2 separate regions of the Mus musculus genome follow, and region 1 is linked to region 2. Evidence: chromatin contacts called from public promoter capture Hi-C data. All regions are on one chromosome and are shown on one strand. The core of a region is the stretch at or near the end of the contact, and the rest is flanking DNA. Distances in the headings are between cores, read along the strand shown.

What was found. Promoter capture Hi-C pulls out the DNA fragments that hold promoters and counts their contacts.
Region 1: a contact with region 2 is called in a promoter capture Hi-C map of liver. The contact joins the promoter of Dok4 here to the promoter of Ccdc102a in region 2. A contact is called at or near these places in 13 of 39 promoter capture datasets (the C10 cell line, the HPC-7 cell line, HPC-7-derived erythroid cells and 9 more), 9 of 15 datasets of contacts at CTCF or cohesin (CD8 T cells, the G1E-ER4 cell line, the NIH/3T3 cell line and 3 more), 196 of 484 Hi-C or Micro-C datasets (the 63-12 cell line, the AML12 cell line, the AtT-20 cell line and 97 more), 45 of 115 datasets of contacts at active chromatin or transcription factors (the 230-238 cell line, CD8 T cells, the HPC-7 cell line and 29 more) and 6 of 9 other capture datasets (adipose tissue, embryonic stem cells, embryonic tail and 3 more).

The regions. Positions count from the first base shown.
Region 1 is chr8:94,874,330-94,877,729 of GRCm38.p6, forward strand. It overlaps Dok4 (docking protein 4), which reads right to left and starts at 1,983. Exons shown (of 9, transcript NM_053246.3): 1 at 1,802-1,983.
Region 2 is chr8:94,916,621-94,920,100 of GRCm38.p6, forward strand. Ccdc102a (coiled-coil domain containing 102A) reads right to left here and starts at 1,478. Exons shown (of 9, transcript NM_001033533.3): 1 at 1,362-1,478.

The sequences.
Region 1 (3,400 bases), core at 733-3,232, 42 kb before region 2:
CCTTGACAGATCTGATCTTATCAGGGCTGCAAATCAGCCCTACCTGGACACTATCTCACCGTCCTCGGTCTGTTTTCACTTCACAGCAGAGATTTGATTGCAGGTGGGTTGTCTCCACCTTAACTACCAACTGCCCCATCCCTGTGTGGTTGCTGTCTGCGACCAGCAGGGGGCGCTTCCATAGATCCCTAAGCCCCAGAAGGTTTGGTCCAAGGAGAGCCAGCCACAAGTACTGAACCAGGCAGAGCGAACATGGGGGGGTCAGGACATCTGAACACTCATGGTCCCCAGCAATGTGGTCCAATGCCTCATACCACTGCTGTCTGTTCTCCCCTGGTACCCTGCCACCTCTCAGTACATAAAGCCTTCTCAGTAAAGTTCACTGCGCTTGCTTTTTCCTGCCTCTAACTAAACTCCCTCCCATGGTCTCAAGTATATTCCACTGCCTCATTTGGAGCTCCGCTGAAAATCTGCCTCCTCCTTCAGGCCCTCCTGACACCCTGGCCTTGCTAATTAGCTGTCTCTCAACATCCAGTGTTTCAGTCTGTCACATGTCACTATGAGATTTGATGTTCCCGGTTCCTTCATCTGTCACTTGGCCATGTAGGGACACCTACAATGACAGTTCCCAAGCCCCTTCTATCTAGCTATAGCTCCATCCCAGTGACCAGGACACTGATAAAGGACAGAGTGGATGCCAATCTAGGGAGGGACACTAATTATATCTAGCATTGTCCCCATCCTTTCAACACCATTATCAGCTCTGCTTCCAGAGAGTGTAAGCGGCAGCGGGCTCCCACTTCTCCACATCTCGGTGCCAACTGGCAAGACCAGCAAAGTCCAGGAGAACCAGCCGGGTCCGTGATCCACAGTTTGTTCAAAGCTGCCTCAGGGGACTTGTGCTGCTGCTGACACTGTCTGAGCCTGGCTAGGGGCCCCACCTTGGCTGGGGTTGTTGGATGAGGTCACATCCAGCCTGGTGCCCTGCCCAGGAATACCCAGCACCCAGGCACAGAGACTAGCAGCAGAGCGAGAGGGACACAGCTCCTGGGACCTACCTGGGATACCTACACAGCAGCCTGCATTTCTCCGAAAAGGGCCCTCAAAGAATGTGCAGGAAGCGCAGCCCCTGGAGGCTGTTGGAATGTGCTGGAGCTGACACCTGGCCCCTGGCTGCCCTGTCTTATCAAAGCCCTCCATCCAAGTGTCTGGCAATTGTTTTGCTCCCACCGCTCCACGCAGGCAGATTGCACAGAACTCCCGACTGCCCAAGGCTCCACTCCGGTCCTTATGCTGTGACAGATAGCTGTCTCCAAAAGAATGTGTACAGACTCCCAGAGCCAGAGGAGAAAGGTTTTAAGGCAGGAGGCTGCTAGCCCGGAGGACTGCAATGAATAGGAATGCCACTTGCAGGTCGGATAGGCAGTAAAAGGAAAGTGTCTCTTGGAATTTGGGGAGCAGGAAGGCGAGGAAGGCTGCTTCCGGGAAGAGGCTCAGGGAACCGGGGATCTGGGTTTCTCTGATGGGTTACATGGGGAATACAGGTGAGGTAAGACTCACACCTGCGCTTCCTAGAGATGGGAGCTGGTTGAGGACGGCTCAGGGAGTTTCAGGGTCTCGCTGGCTTCGAGAGGCGCGTCTGAGTCCTCCTTCCTTAAAGTAGGACGCTCCCATAGCTGGGAGAGCCCGCGGGCTCCGGAGGTGACCACAGGCGCCCCAGGATGAGAGTTGCGGGAGTCTCACGTCTCGGTGAGGCCTAGGGATCCCCCCCCCCCCCCGCGCTTCGTATTCCCCTATTTACCTAGGCGCCGAGGCCCGGGCCGGGGCGCTGGCTCCGCGGGACGCGGGGCGGGCTCATGCCCGCGTCTCGGCGCGGCCGGGAGGGGAAGGTAGGGTGGCGGCGCGCGGCTCTGGTTGTAAGCTAGAAGTGAAGCGCAGCCGCCAGCTCCGGATCCAGAGGAGACTCGGGAGGTAGCTGGTTCTGCTGATCCGCGACGCCACGCCCCTTGAGGCCACGCCCCGCGCCGCCCTGGCGCCGCGCCACGCCCCACCGCCACGCCCCCGCCCATCCCTGGCATCGTGCCACGCCCCTTCTCGGAGCCACGCCTCGTCCCGGAGTCCTGCCAAAGTCTTATTACTAGGACAGAAATTTCCGCCTGGCAGTCTAGCCCTCTGCTCACTTCTAGTACCCACCTCAGTCGCACCAGCTCCTCCCTGAGCTCTAAAACTCAAACCCACGTGGTCTTGCATCTGCTGGAGGCTGAACCCTATATCAACTCCCAGTCCTTGAACCTCACCTCCCAACATCAAGAGTCAGTACCCTGCTAGACATACACTTTGCTACCATCCAGTCCTGCTCAGTACCTGCCCCACTTCCCCAATCGCACACTCAGCTGCACTCTGTGAGAGATTAGCCTAATGCATGAAGGAATCAAGAACCCAGTACCCACGCATGTATATCCCCTGCCCCGTATCCTCCCAACCCTACCTCCCCACCCCCTCTGCCGGAACACTAGAGACTCAGCCTTGTCCAGCAAAGTAAAGGAGCCATTTTCTGTCCGCTTAAAATGTCCCAGGATTGTCACTAAAGTGTGTGTTAAGTGGAAGCCACGGGGCTATAGGACAGGAAATGGCTTTCTTCTTCCTGGATGCTAAACTGAACCTCCTGACCTTCCCATGACCTCCTGACCTTCCCATGCAGCTTCCAAACTTGACCCTCTGCTTTACTTCAAACAGCAGCTCATAAAGTCCTCAGCTCTCAAGCCCTCAGAGTGAACTGCTTTCATCCTGGGACACTGCTAGAGAAGCTGTATGGCCACAGAGAAAAAAAGAGAGTTTCAACAAAAAGAGGCCTCTTAGCCTGGCCTAGTAGTACTTGTCTATAATCCCATGCTGAGGCAGGAAGCTGATGAGTTCAAGGCCAGCCTTAGTGAGATCCTACTTAAGAAAGAAAGAAAAAGAGAGGGGGGGAGAAAGAAAGAAACAAAAAGAAAGAAAGAAAGAAAGAAAGAAAGAAAGAAAGAAAGAAAGAAAGAAAGAAAGAAAGAAGAAAAGAAAGAGAGAGAGAGAGGAGGGGGGAGGGAAGGAAGGAAGGAAGGAAGGAAGGAAGGAAGGAAGGAAGGAACCTTCTCTAGGTTCAATCCCCTGAACTGCAAATTAATTGTAATAATATAATGAAATTTAGAAGTATCATCTCTAAGTGGGATTCCTAAACTTCATTCTCTTTCAAAATTTTTACTCAATATCTACTTCTACCCACTGTGCTAATTCCCTTTTCTTTCTTTCTTTCTTTCTTTCTTTCTTTCTTTCTTTCTTTCTTTCTTTCTTTCTTCCTTCCTTCCTTCCTTCCTTCCTTTCTTTCTTTCTTTCTTTCTTTCTTTCTTTCTTCTTCTCCTCCTCT
Region 2 (3,480 bases), core at 228-2,727:
AGCTGAGGGAATGGGGAACCCAAGACCTCCACAGCTCAGAATTCTCCCGTATCTTCTTAGAATCTTTCAGGTGGACTCTGGGGTAAGCCCAGGGCCACAGGCCTAGCTGTGGGTAGGGATTAGAGCCCAGCAGGAAACCACAAGGGGACTGCCTGATTGGATAAGTGCAGGGCCCAAGGCTGGTCAGCCCGCAGACTGTGGGCTGTCTGTCCCTCTGACCATGGATACTGAGAGAGCCCAGCTTACAGCTGCTGGACCTCCAGGAAAGAAACGGAGGGGTGGGGAAGGGAGGAGAGCAGGGTTTCTATGCTAGAACAGAGCTTGTGGCTGGGTCATGCGTGACTACCTGAAGAGCACCATGCCCCTGGAAGCGCTTACTAGGGAGATCTTCAGATACTAGGCCCGCCAAACAAACATGACTTGGAAGAGTGGAAGCTTTCACCTACTCCAGCCCCAGGACTCTTAGCAACTCTTGGCATCGCACATTCGTATAGAACAGACATTAACCCTAGCGTTGCTATTACACACCGTGTGGTATGTGCAGGTTCCTGGCCTTTCTGAGCATCAGTTTTCCTATGTATTGAGAGGCACCAACAAGATTTCTAATTCCTCCAGCAGGTGGGTAAGACTCTGCCAATAAGAACTCATCGTACTCCTACAACAGCTCAGTAATCCGGGCCGAATAAGGGACATTCACTTACGCAAACTGAAGTCCCGGGATGAGGAAGAGTGCTACCCCTCGGCACAACCAGGGCAGTGGGCTGCTGAAGCCCTTCCCTTCTCTTAGCATCAAGCCCTTGCCCCACTTGCCCGCATTCCTTCCCGAAATTAAGTTTTCAGCTTTCCAGGGCCCAGTCCCTACTTGGTAGCCCCTTCGCGGGCCACCAGCCCCGCTCCCCCTAGCGGCTGGAGGGGGTGCGGGGGTCCGGTCCTGCAAGACGCGGTCCCGCCCACCCCACCGCTTGGTTTCCATTGGTAGCGCAACGGGTCTGGGCGTAAAGCCGTGCTCCGATTGGCCAGTGCCACCCGTCCGTCCGGCACTCGCCATGGTGACCACGTTGGGTCCCCCGGGAGAGTTCCACATTCCGCCCCCGCCTGCCATCCCCCCCCCTCCTGGCCCTGCCGGCATTCCACGGGCGCCCCCTCCCCCACTGTCCCGCCACGGGACCCGGCTTCCACGGGGATGGAGACGGGCCGGGGGACTCTAAGTGGGACTAAAAAGTTGGACTCAAGTTTGGGGTGCGGCGGGCGCCGCCCCGGCTCCTGTCCCTCGCTGCAAAGTTCTTCCCTCGCGTGAGCGGCTCCGAGACCGCAGCGAGTACCCTGTCGCGATGACCTCCCGCCCCGCCGTCCCCACTCACCTCGGGCCGGGGCTGGGATTCCGGACGTCCGAACTGCTGCTCTGGGTGGAGCGGGCGCGGGGCTGGCTGCGGCGGCCGTCGGGAGGCCGGGGGAGGGCCGCCAAGTCTCCTCCTCCTGCCAGGGGAGGGGAAGGGGAGCGGGCGGGGGCCCCTCGTGGGGCGCGGTTTGCTGCGGGTTGGGGCCAGGCAGCCGGACCCCCCTGGCCCGCCCAAGCATGGGGTCGCCCAGGCAGGATCCGCGTCCTCGGCTTTCCCGCCAACCACGGTCTAGGTGATCCAGGACAGGAGTGGGCACCATGACCCACGAGGAGCTTCACTTTGGTTAACTGCATTACTTCCAGTGCTAGCGCTGACACCGACTGGACTTGGGCCAGAGTCCATGTCCTCACTGGGCCTCGGTTTCCCTTTTTTGTACAAAGCGACTTCAGGCCTATAAAGGAGAGTGATGGGACCTACTCCCACTGTGGAGATTTTCCCTCTGGTGTGCGATGGTGCTTGGCAGAACCCTCTGACCTTCTTGTACACACCCATTAGGCTCAGGCTCTCTCTCTCTCTCTCTCTCTCTCTCTCTCTCTCTCTCTCTCTCTCTCTTTGGGATAGGGTGTCTGTAGTCTTGTCAGGGAAGAAGAAGGTCAAGATGGTATCTCCCCTTCACATCCTGCTTCGAGGTTGGTCTGTCTTGCCGACAGGACCAAAAGTCACAAAAACGCGTGGGCAGCTAAGCTGGGTTAGGTTATTGTCCAGAAAAGATAAAGATTATGAAGATAAACGAATCACATACTTCTTGGTTAAGAGTGTTTTAATTCTAATCATGGTCACGAGCATAGTGGTTTGTGAAGAGTGAATCACATACTGAATGTTGAAGGTTTTTTTCCCCCCTTACGGAGTTGAGCTATTATTGGTTTGCTGTAAGAGATTGTTTTGTTTTACCAAAATACCGGGGCTAGCTGGATATGGTGGTGCACCCCTTTAATCCCAACACTTGGGGCCTCTAATCCCAGCATTAGGGAGGCAGAGACAGAGGCAGGCAGATGTCTGCCTCACAGGAGTTTGAGGCCAGTCTGGTCTATCTACATAGTGAATTCCAGGAGAACCAGAGCTAGTAGAAAACCCCTGATTTACAAAAATAAATAAACCAAACAAACAAACAAACTAGGGCTTCTTCAAAAACAAGGATCCTTTGACCTTCCCCCCTTTAAGGGGATCCTGTGTGTATTTGGTGGCCTCCAAGGTCAGAAGAGGGGCTCAGATCCCTTGAGACTAAAGTTACTGATAGCTATGAGCTACCATGTAGGTGCTGGGAACTAAACTGGGGCCCTTTGAAATAGCATTAAGTACTCTTAACCACTGAGCCACTTCTTCAGATCTCCCCCCCACCCCCAGCCCCCCACTGAGTATTCTGAGAACTCAGTACATCTTTTTGATGTCATACACTTCCCCCACATCCTTCTCTGTGGTCTTCAGCTGTCTTCTCTGCCCCACCCCCACCAACTTTGTGAAGTCCCACAGATTTTGCAAGTTTTATAGTTTCACTTGCCCCTTCATGTGCTGGGCAGGTAGTGAGTGGTGCTTGCTTGGCAGCTGTTATAATCAGCAGAAGACCAGTTTGGGTGGGAATGCTTGCACTTTGGTTAGCATCTACAGATCACTAGCCTGCAGACCCTCCATTGGCTGTCCTCTACATCATGTACAGGGGGAATGTGTGAGATACACATATTGAGAACTCATGACAAGACAAAAAGAAAAAACAGACTTCCTTCTAGACCTGGGGAAATGAAAGTTTAGATTGGCTTTTGACTCGAATGGGATCTCACAGCAGTGAGATGTCCCAGGGAGAAGGGATGTCCTGGCAGTGACAGCTCTGAACCAAGATCTCAGAGCTCTTTCTCTAGTGTTGGGAGCTGGTAAAGGGTGGGAAAGTGATGGAGGTCCGGCTTATGGTATAGTTAGCCTTTGACTGGACTTCATTGCAACTGAGCCCTCTCTCTTTGGAGAGGAAGTAGTGTGTGTGTGTGTGTGTGTGTGTGTGTGTGTGTGTGTGTGTGTTTTGCATAGGGTGGATGAGATGAGGGGAGCCACTCACTCTTGGAACTCAGTACATGCTGGCCATATAGGCTAG